Linked DNA regions of Zea mays: region 1 is linked to region 2. Evidence: chromatin contacts called from public ChIA-PET data. All regions are on one chromosome and are shown on one strand. The core of a region is the stretch at or near the end of the contact, and the rest is flanking DNA. Distances in the headings are between cores, read along the strand shown. Region 1 holds the start of LOC103652457 (TNF receptor-associated factor homolog 1a). Region 2 holds the start of LOC100192985 (Transducin/WD40 repeat-like superfamily protein).

The links. ChIA-PET counts read pairs in DNA pulled down with a chosen protein or histone mark.
Region 1: an RNA polymerase II ChIA-PET map of seedling shows a contact between it and region 2, with 5 times the contacts expected there. The contact joins the promoter of LOC103652457 here to the promoter of LOC100192985 in region 2. A contact is called at or near these places in 20 of 25 Hi-C or Micro-C datasets (bundle sheath, ear, endosperm and 6 more) and 2 of 3 datasets of contacts at active chromatin or transcription factors (leaf and seedling).

What each region holds. Positions count from the first base shown.
Region 1 is chr3:197,007,278-197,010,893 of Zm-B73-REFERENCE-NAM-5.0, forward strand. LOC103652457 (TNF receptor-associated factor homolog 1a) reads left to right here and starts at 1,347. Exons shown (of 14, transcript XM_020550449.3): 1 at 1,347-1,652; 2 at 2,407-2,619.
Region 2 is chr3:196,850,622-196,854,549 of Zm-B73-REFERENCE-NAM-5.0, forward strand. LOC100192985 (Transducin/WD40 repeat-like superfamily protein) reads left to right here and starts at 1,728. Exons shown (of 12, transcript NM_001366982.1): 1 at 1,728-2,060; 2 at 2,173-2,267; 3 at 2,548-2,614; 4 at 2,836-2,980; 5 at 3,094-3,231. The coding sequence starts at 1,857.

The sequences.
Region 1 (3,616 bases), core at 97-2,596, 160 kb after region 2:
GGGAACGAGGCCCGCGACGTTTTCGGCCGGAAGCTCGATAGTGGAGACGACGGGGAGCGTCCGAGAGGAGCCGGAACCGGAGCACCACTTGCGCGTGGAGAAGGCCCGCGACTCTCTATGGAGTTACTCGACCGAGATGCTTGGCCCTCGCGTGGGCTTCCCTTTGCGTAGGGGCACCAACGAGGATTAGTAGGGATCTTGCGTGGTTCTGGATACCTCGGTAAAAATACCGGCGTCATCCACGAGAGTTTGTATATCTACCTTGTTATTTAAGCTTCCGCATTTATATTAAACATTTAAGTTTCAATCTTGTCTTTATACTTATATAGTGTAGATTGAAACTTAGCCATTGCGGTAGAGATAGCAACACTTAGACAAAACCTAGTTTACATATTTTAGTTTTATTATTTGCATAGATTTTGCTCTAGGGATTTATTTGTGGCCAAGTTTAGTGAAAGTTTTAGAAGTCCTAATTCACTCCCTCTTAGGCGTCACCCGTTTCCTACAGTGGGGCATTGGAAAAGAAAAAAGCAACTAGTTCTGTTAGAGGCGACTGCTACTTGTTGGTCGCTATGGCTTTACATAAATAGTCTTGGTATTTGATAAAAAAACATAACTTATCTCCTTTGCTGGTTGTCTTCAAAATGTTCGTTGGCTCCGTTCATGGGCTATTTTGCAGCGACCAACTTCATAGGACATTGTTGTTGTGGCATCTCATCACTTGATGCTAGTGGCTAAGTTTTTTTTATCCAGGCACATGAGTGGCAGTCTAGCCTTAGAATCGATTGTCATTAGTGCTTGAGTTCTACCATGCGGTCTTTTCCTTTTTTTAGGTTGTGTGCATCCGTTATGCAGAGGCCAGAAGTGTGTTTTTTTCAAGACTTTATATCACCTCGATGTATAGACTTGAAAATTCAATAAAGCTTTCTGTATTGAAAAAAGATTAGGTGCCTAACGGACATTGGTTATTCTGGAAAATTATTTTCCAACATAACAAAAAAAATCTTTTTTACGTTTTAATTTAAGTAAGAAGCTGGTGTTTTTTTCGTGAGGGTGAGCATCTCTAAGATTACATTTTCATAAAGATTACACTCTATATGTAGCATCTCACACCAACAAACTATTTATTTAATTTGACTACTCAGGTGGCTTGCCAAATTTGGCTAGTGAGAAAACCAATTTAAAGAGTCGTATAGTCGAGTCAGATAGGTAGTCTATTGAAGAGCTATTTTGCTGTTGAATTGTCAAAATTTGGCTTACCGAGTCATTTGTGATTTGTCTAGTTTCTTTGAGATGTTCTAAGCCCTATATCTACATATACTTTCCTTAAGTGAGCATAATATAGATTTTTTGATTTTTTTTGATTCGAGGCACGAGAAAGTCTACGTACGTACGCCGCTCCCTCCTGCTGCAGACCTGCAGGCTGCAGTAGTTCCCAACGGGTTCGCGCATTCGGCGGCAGCAAGCTGGCCGCGCCAAGAAGAAACACATCACACCCTAAGTTCCTAATCCAAATACTATACTCTCTCTCTCTCTCTCTCTCTCTCTCTCTCTCTCTCTCTCTCTCTCTCTCCTGTCTGCTCGCTTTCTTCTCGCGCGGTGCGGGAGAACCGGAGAACCGCCGCCTCAGCTCCGTCTCGCCGTGGACGCAGGTATAGCTCTCCTCCATAGGCTTCACAGGTGTAGACCTAGGCTACCAACACATCGCGGCGCAGCCGAGCGGCTCTAGGCCGCCGGTCCCTCTCCTCTCTCTGAGGGATCCTACGCCTGCCGCAGCTCAGTCCGCCGCCGCCTCCGTAGCGCCGCTCCCTTATCGTGCTAGCGGTGTGGATATCCATGCCGGCGCGGATTTGAAAGTAATCCTAAGCTTGTTCGGATGAGTTGGTTCCATCTTCAATCGAATCTTCGTATCCTCCCCGCAATGGCCCAATCTCCATTCAGTTTGCTGTGGATTGATGTGTTGCTGCGTGGTGGCCTACCAATCCAATCCATCATTGCCAATCAGTGGATTTGGTTAAATTCAACATTAGTTGCCCCCTTAGCACCATATGACTTCTCGTTGCCAAAGTAAGTGCTAGTGTAGTTTGGTTCCAAATAGGGTTTCCTGTGGAACCTTTATGCCCCACACCAAGTCCATCCCTGGCTGGAGTAACTTTAGCTTTATTCTCTACCTATTTTATTCCTGTAAAAATCATTGGGGTTGCATATGAAACACAAGGTCCTTTATTAGCTTTGTAGTAATTCCTATGCCACGTTTATCGGATGTTGTTGCTTAATTGCAATTCTGGAGCTGATTTAGTGTGAATTTTGAGAGGTCATCACTCATCATACATTTGAATCTGTTGATTTCAAATGGTAACTATACTATATTTAGTGTGAGTTTGTCCTTGTTATTTCTATATGCAGCTGTGACTTAAGGCAATTATTGGAATATCGAGGATTTGCTGATGGCTGGCACTATCATAATGGATGATTCTGCTGCAAGCACCAGTGGTTTGGGGGATCACAATGTCTCTGCTGATTCCCTTTCTGAGTGGCGCTCCTGCGAACATGTTGATAATGGGATCCCTTCAACATCCCCTCCCTTTTGGGACACCGATAGTGAAGACGATGATCCTGGTGCGTGATACCGGCCTTTGAGTTTTCAGATGTTACCCGTTGCTGGTATTATAACATATTAAACCACACAAAATAGAATATCATCACCATGTCAAAGAAAACAGGTTACCTTCTCTGGACTGCAGTCTATACTGGTCGGTTATGATGCATAGATTCAGAGCTGTCAGAATATGGCTGGAATCTGTAATTGTGGTACAGTGTCACATGGGCATAGATTTGAACCTCTGAACTGAAACGCTTAGTTTCTTGAATTTGTTTGAAGAAAGCATAAACAAACATCATGGTTTACTTTTGTTTGCAAATTGTTCCTATGCTCTACGTCTAATGTCAAGAGTTTATCAGTATAATACATTCTTCCCGTTGAATATTGCCCTTTGTGTTTTTATACTGTCCCGATCTCAAGGGTTGTCTCTGGACTAAAATAACTAGGTTACCTATCCTAACCTAGCTAGGTTAACTTGGCCTATTTTCTGCATCTTGCAGGAAGTATAGTTTGTATAAAGTACTGTTTGCCCTTTTTGTGGGTCAGCTTAATCTTGGATTATGAGTATTATAACACTTCAACCTTGATTTAGTTAACTCTTTTGAATCCACAGTTTTTGTGTGGTTAAACATCTAACTCGCTTGTAACCCTGAATCAAACACAAACTTAAATTTTGAAATATTTGATACTAGAACTTCAGATGGCAGAACAGGAAAGTTGCTGGCAAACCCTAAATGCTTAACTCTGTTCACTCCACTTTAATTGGAGGTTTTCTCATGTTACATCTTGAAATAGTGCACACTAGCAATTCTATAAGAGCTGATAAGTCAGATGGTAAATTAACTACTCAGCACTCTGTTAGTTTAACATTAGACTTGCATATTGCTGGTGCTTCTAAAGATGGCCGTTCTCTTGGTTAAACACTGATACTGAATGCCCTAGAAATGATGATGCGAAGTATATATTTTATATTACTTTGTTACCTTTATGTCTGAGAGGTTTGCAAGTTACTGA
Region 2 (3,928 bases), core at 478-2,977:
TCTTGCCCCGCTAGTGCCTCGCCTCCCTCTCGCCCGCCTCTTGCCCGGACGGGCGCTCCAGCGCGGGTGAGAGCGAGGCGATACCGCCCGCTCTCGCCGGGCGCGAGCGCCATCGCCCGGCGCCGGCCTCTCACCCGCACTGCCACCAGCCTTATAGCTCTCCTTTGTCGTTGCTCGTGCTCTCTTGGAGAGATAAAAAAACGTGTGAAGAGTAAAACGGAGTGTCTCTATTCTGATTGGGTAAAGAATTCACGTTCACAGCATACGTTGCCGGTCGCATGTCGATGTGGTGTGTAAATGAACTAATTGCCTGTGTACCATTAAAATTTATTTTCATCCCTTGTGTGTCATGGAGTGGTATATAAGAATTTTTTTTTATGTATGATATGTGATACCAGTGACACGTAAGGGACGAAAATAATTTCCGATGGCATACAGACAATTGCCCTGTGTAAATTACTAAGCAACGTGTACTAGTCGTCTAGGTGCTGCTTATTGGTCAATAATACCGTTTCATCTTCTCCGGAAAAAAACGTCTCCTTGCCAAAAAAAAATGCCCTGCTTTCGCAGCATTGCAAGTTGCAGCGTTAATCTGAGGGAATTCTGGCTGTGTTCACTTCTAGCTCGAAGATCGTAAAATCCTCAAAACATCTCCATTTAATTATATTAATATAGTAGAGTCTGATTCAGCCTTTTGAACAAGTTGCTGGAATTGAAAGACATACTCAAACTTCATCAATACCGGACAATATGCACCATATATTTCTTAAAACCATAAAAATACTCCAATTCACCATTTTAAAGTGCTCTGTTGAGCGTTGTTTTGCTGACATGGTACTTGCCTATCATTCAATCTATCTTTCTCTTACATAAAACACCACCTTTTCATATAAAGTTGTGTGCCCTTTATCAAAGATGTAGAACTTGATATAAACCATAACTTTATAGCTGACAACATTTTCATATAATATTTTTAAGGCTAAGCTATTTGTTTAAGTTACTGTATTTTAAATTTATTTATTGAAATGTTTAAATGAACTTGGATATTGACATATATACTAAAGTTGTAGTTCCAAATAAAACCTATAATTTTGTAGTTGATTTTTTATGTAATATCATTTAGAAGCAAAATTTAATGTGGTTCTCTAATTTTGATTTTATTTTTAAATGACCCCAAAATTTGATGTGGTACACACCAAAGTTATAGTTCTCAACATGATCTATAATTTTATAGTTGTAATTTTTTTAATTTGAAATCATTTATAGGTCATTTTATTGTCGTTTGAAAGTTCAAATAAATTAAAATTCAAAGTATTATAATTTAAAATAAAAATTTGGGCCTCTAAACAATCCTAGTTAAATATTATCAACTATAAAGTTGTATAACATATTGAGAGTTACAATTTTAATATCGACCACATTAACATCTGAGTTCATTTACATTATTTTTAAAGTTGGATTTTAAAATTAGAGGACAAAACAAATATCTAAGCCTAAAAAACTATTTTTTTAAAAAAAATGTCAACTACAAAATTATATGTTTTACGTGGAACTACAATTTAAATATAGGTTATGCCAACATAAGTTGGAAATTTCAAATTATAAAATTTTATTTACATATAATAATATTGTATTACTCATTAAATTAAAAGTATGAATGTTGTTAATATATTTTTTATACGAAATCAGAACCATAGAGTACAGGTCAAACAAACAAACCACTTCTTGCCAGCAGACCCCTGTACGACGCCCGAAGTGGCCGATTCCCTGAGATCCCAAGCACCCGCCCGGCCTCGTCCCTGATCTCCCCGGGGCGCGCGCGGGCGACACGCCACGCGGCCGGCGAGACGGAGGAGATGGCTGCCGCCGACTCGGCCACGGCCTCTTCCTCCTCCCCCCCGGAGTGTCCCGCTGCCCCTTCCATTCCGACGGACCCTGACTTCCTCAGCTGCGTCCTGCAGCCACCGACCTCCTCCTCGTCCCGCCCCGACGCCGATTACGCTACCCTCCGCCGCCTCCTTCTCCGCCGCAAGCCCCCCTCCGCCCTTCAGCACCGAATGGTATGTAGGCGTACCCCCCGCTTCTTAGATCCCCCTCGTTCATATTGCATTTAGCTTTGGGGAATGGATGAATCCGACTCATTGGTGTTCGTGGGAGGCGTTCCTGGGGCAGGAGTGGCGGTGCAATGACAACGGCTATGTCGCCTACCGCAACTTTCTCCTCCGGCGCATCGACGGCGGCAGCGCCCAGAGCACGCCCAGCAACAGGTTGGTGCGCCTTAGATCTTTTTTTTCCGTGTGTCGTTGCCTGCGGTCAACAAAATGAGACCAATGTTGCTGTGTTCGCGTATCTTGCTCTAATTGCGTTGTTAGTTTGTTGGCCATGCTTGTTCACTGACAGTATTTGCTCTCAACCTTAAAACTTTTGAATACATAGTGTGACTGAACAGTTAAGGTGAAATGTAAGGCCTAGTGTAATCAAACTTGTGCATAACATTCGACACATAGCTATCATGTGATAGTTATTATAACATCTGTAATTGATCAGTGGAAGGTGGGCTCCCTCTCCGGTACATGCTATACTCTCCGAGGCAGACAGCTGGAATTATATGCGGGTATGTTTCATCTTATCTCTCTCTCTCTCTCTCTCTCTGTGTGTGTGTGTGTGTGTGTGTGTGTGTGTGTGTGTTACCTCATACTTTCAAGTTTCATTTTTTAGATCGTGCGTAGAGGATTTTGTGGATAATTTTACACAGGAGACTGATGCATAAAGAAAATTTTATGCAAGAGATACTTTCATGCCACTTTAAACTTTTGTGTAACATGTTTGATGCAGGACTTGAGAAGTAACAGCGGAGTGTTAAACCAGGCCATAAGTATTGGCTCAAAGCAGAGCGATACTGAGCGGCATGTCAGATTTGCCGAGCCTGCATACTCATTTGTTGGAGTGCACTGCATCTTTGACAACTGCAAAGCCTCAGGTTTTTTTATGGACCCATGGTCATGCCATGTGTTTCTTCTCTTTCAGCGATCAAGTATTTTTATCTGTTTGATTTGGTTAGTACTCATTATTGACTGATTTTATTCTTGGCAGTTACTATACTGAAATTTGGCCGTGCAAATTCTGATCTGCTTGCATATGGTGCGGCAGATGGCAGCTTGATGGTCTGCCAGGTTTCTGAGCCACCATCTGTTCTTCAAAAAATGATAGGGCATTCTAAAAATATCACAGGTTAGACCACACATAATTTTACTAGTAAAGCTATCTTGTATCTGCCTTCATTTGTTACAATGTAAGTCAACAAAGGATTGCTACATATTACCAAGATTTTCCTCCTATTTCAGGAAAAAATGCTAGTTTTGTTAAAATTGATTTCCCAGTATCAATAATACATATTATTCTGGTCATGAGGAAACCCATGTATTGCTGAGCATATTTTTTCTGGAACGCCGAGCATATAAGTTGGTTTACAGGAGTAATACTAATACATTTGCCAATTGAATGTGGATTTTGCCATAAATAGAAAAAGTACAAGATATGGAACCTTTTCTATATATTTTTTCTCAAACTATGCAGGAGAACCACATGTCATTTCACTAAGGGGGTGTTTGGTTTCTATAGGCTAATTTTTAGTCCTTCCATTTTATGCCATTTTAGTCCCTAAATTGCTAAATACGGATAGTTTCAGTATTTGGCAATTTAGGGACTAAATGGAATAAAATGGAGGGACGAAAAATTAGTCCCTAGAAACCAAAGTACCAAACACCCCCTAAGAAGATAGAAATACAACGGAAAGAGGCGAAGTGCCTTTTCCAGACCCCAAAAAACACAGAGAATGCACAACACAACAGAAAAAAAAACGGCCACCGGCAGCCCCTCAGTTAAATAAGATTTTTAGTTGACCAGGGCAAGCGACCTCAAGAGCAAC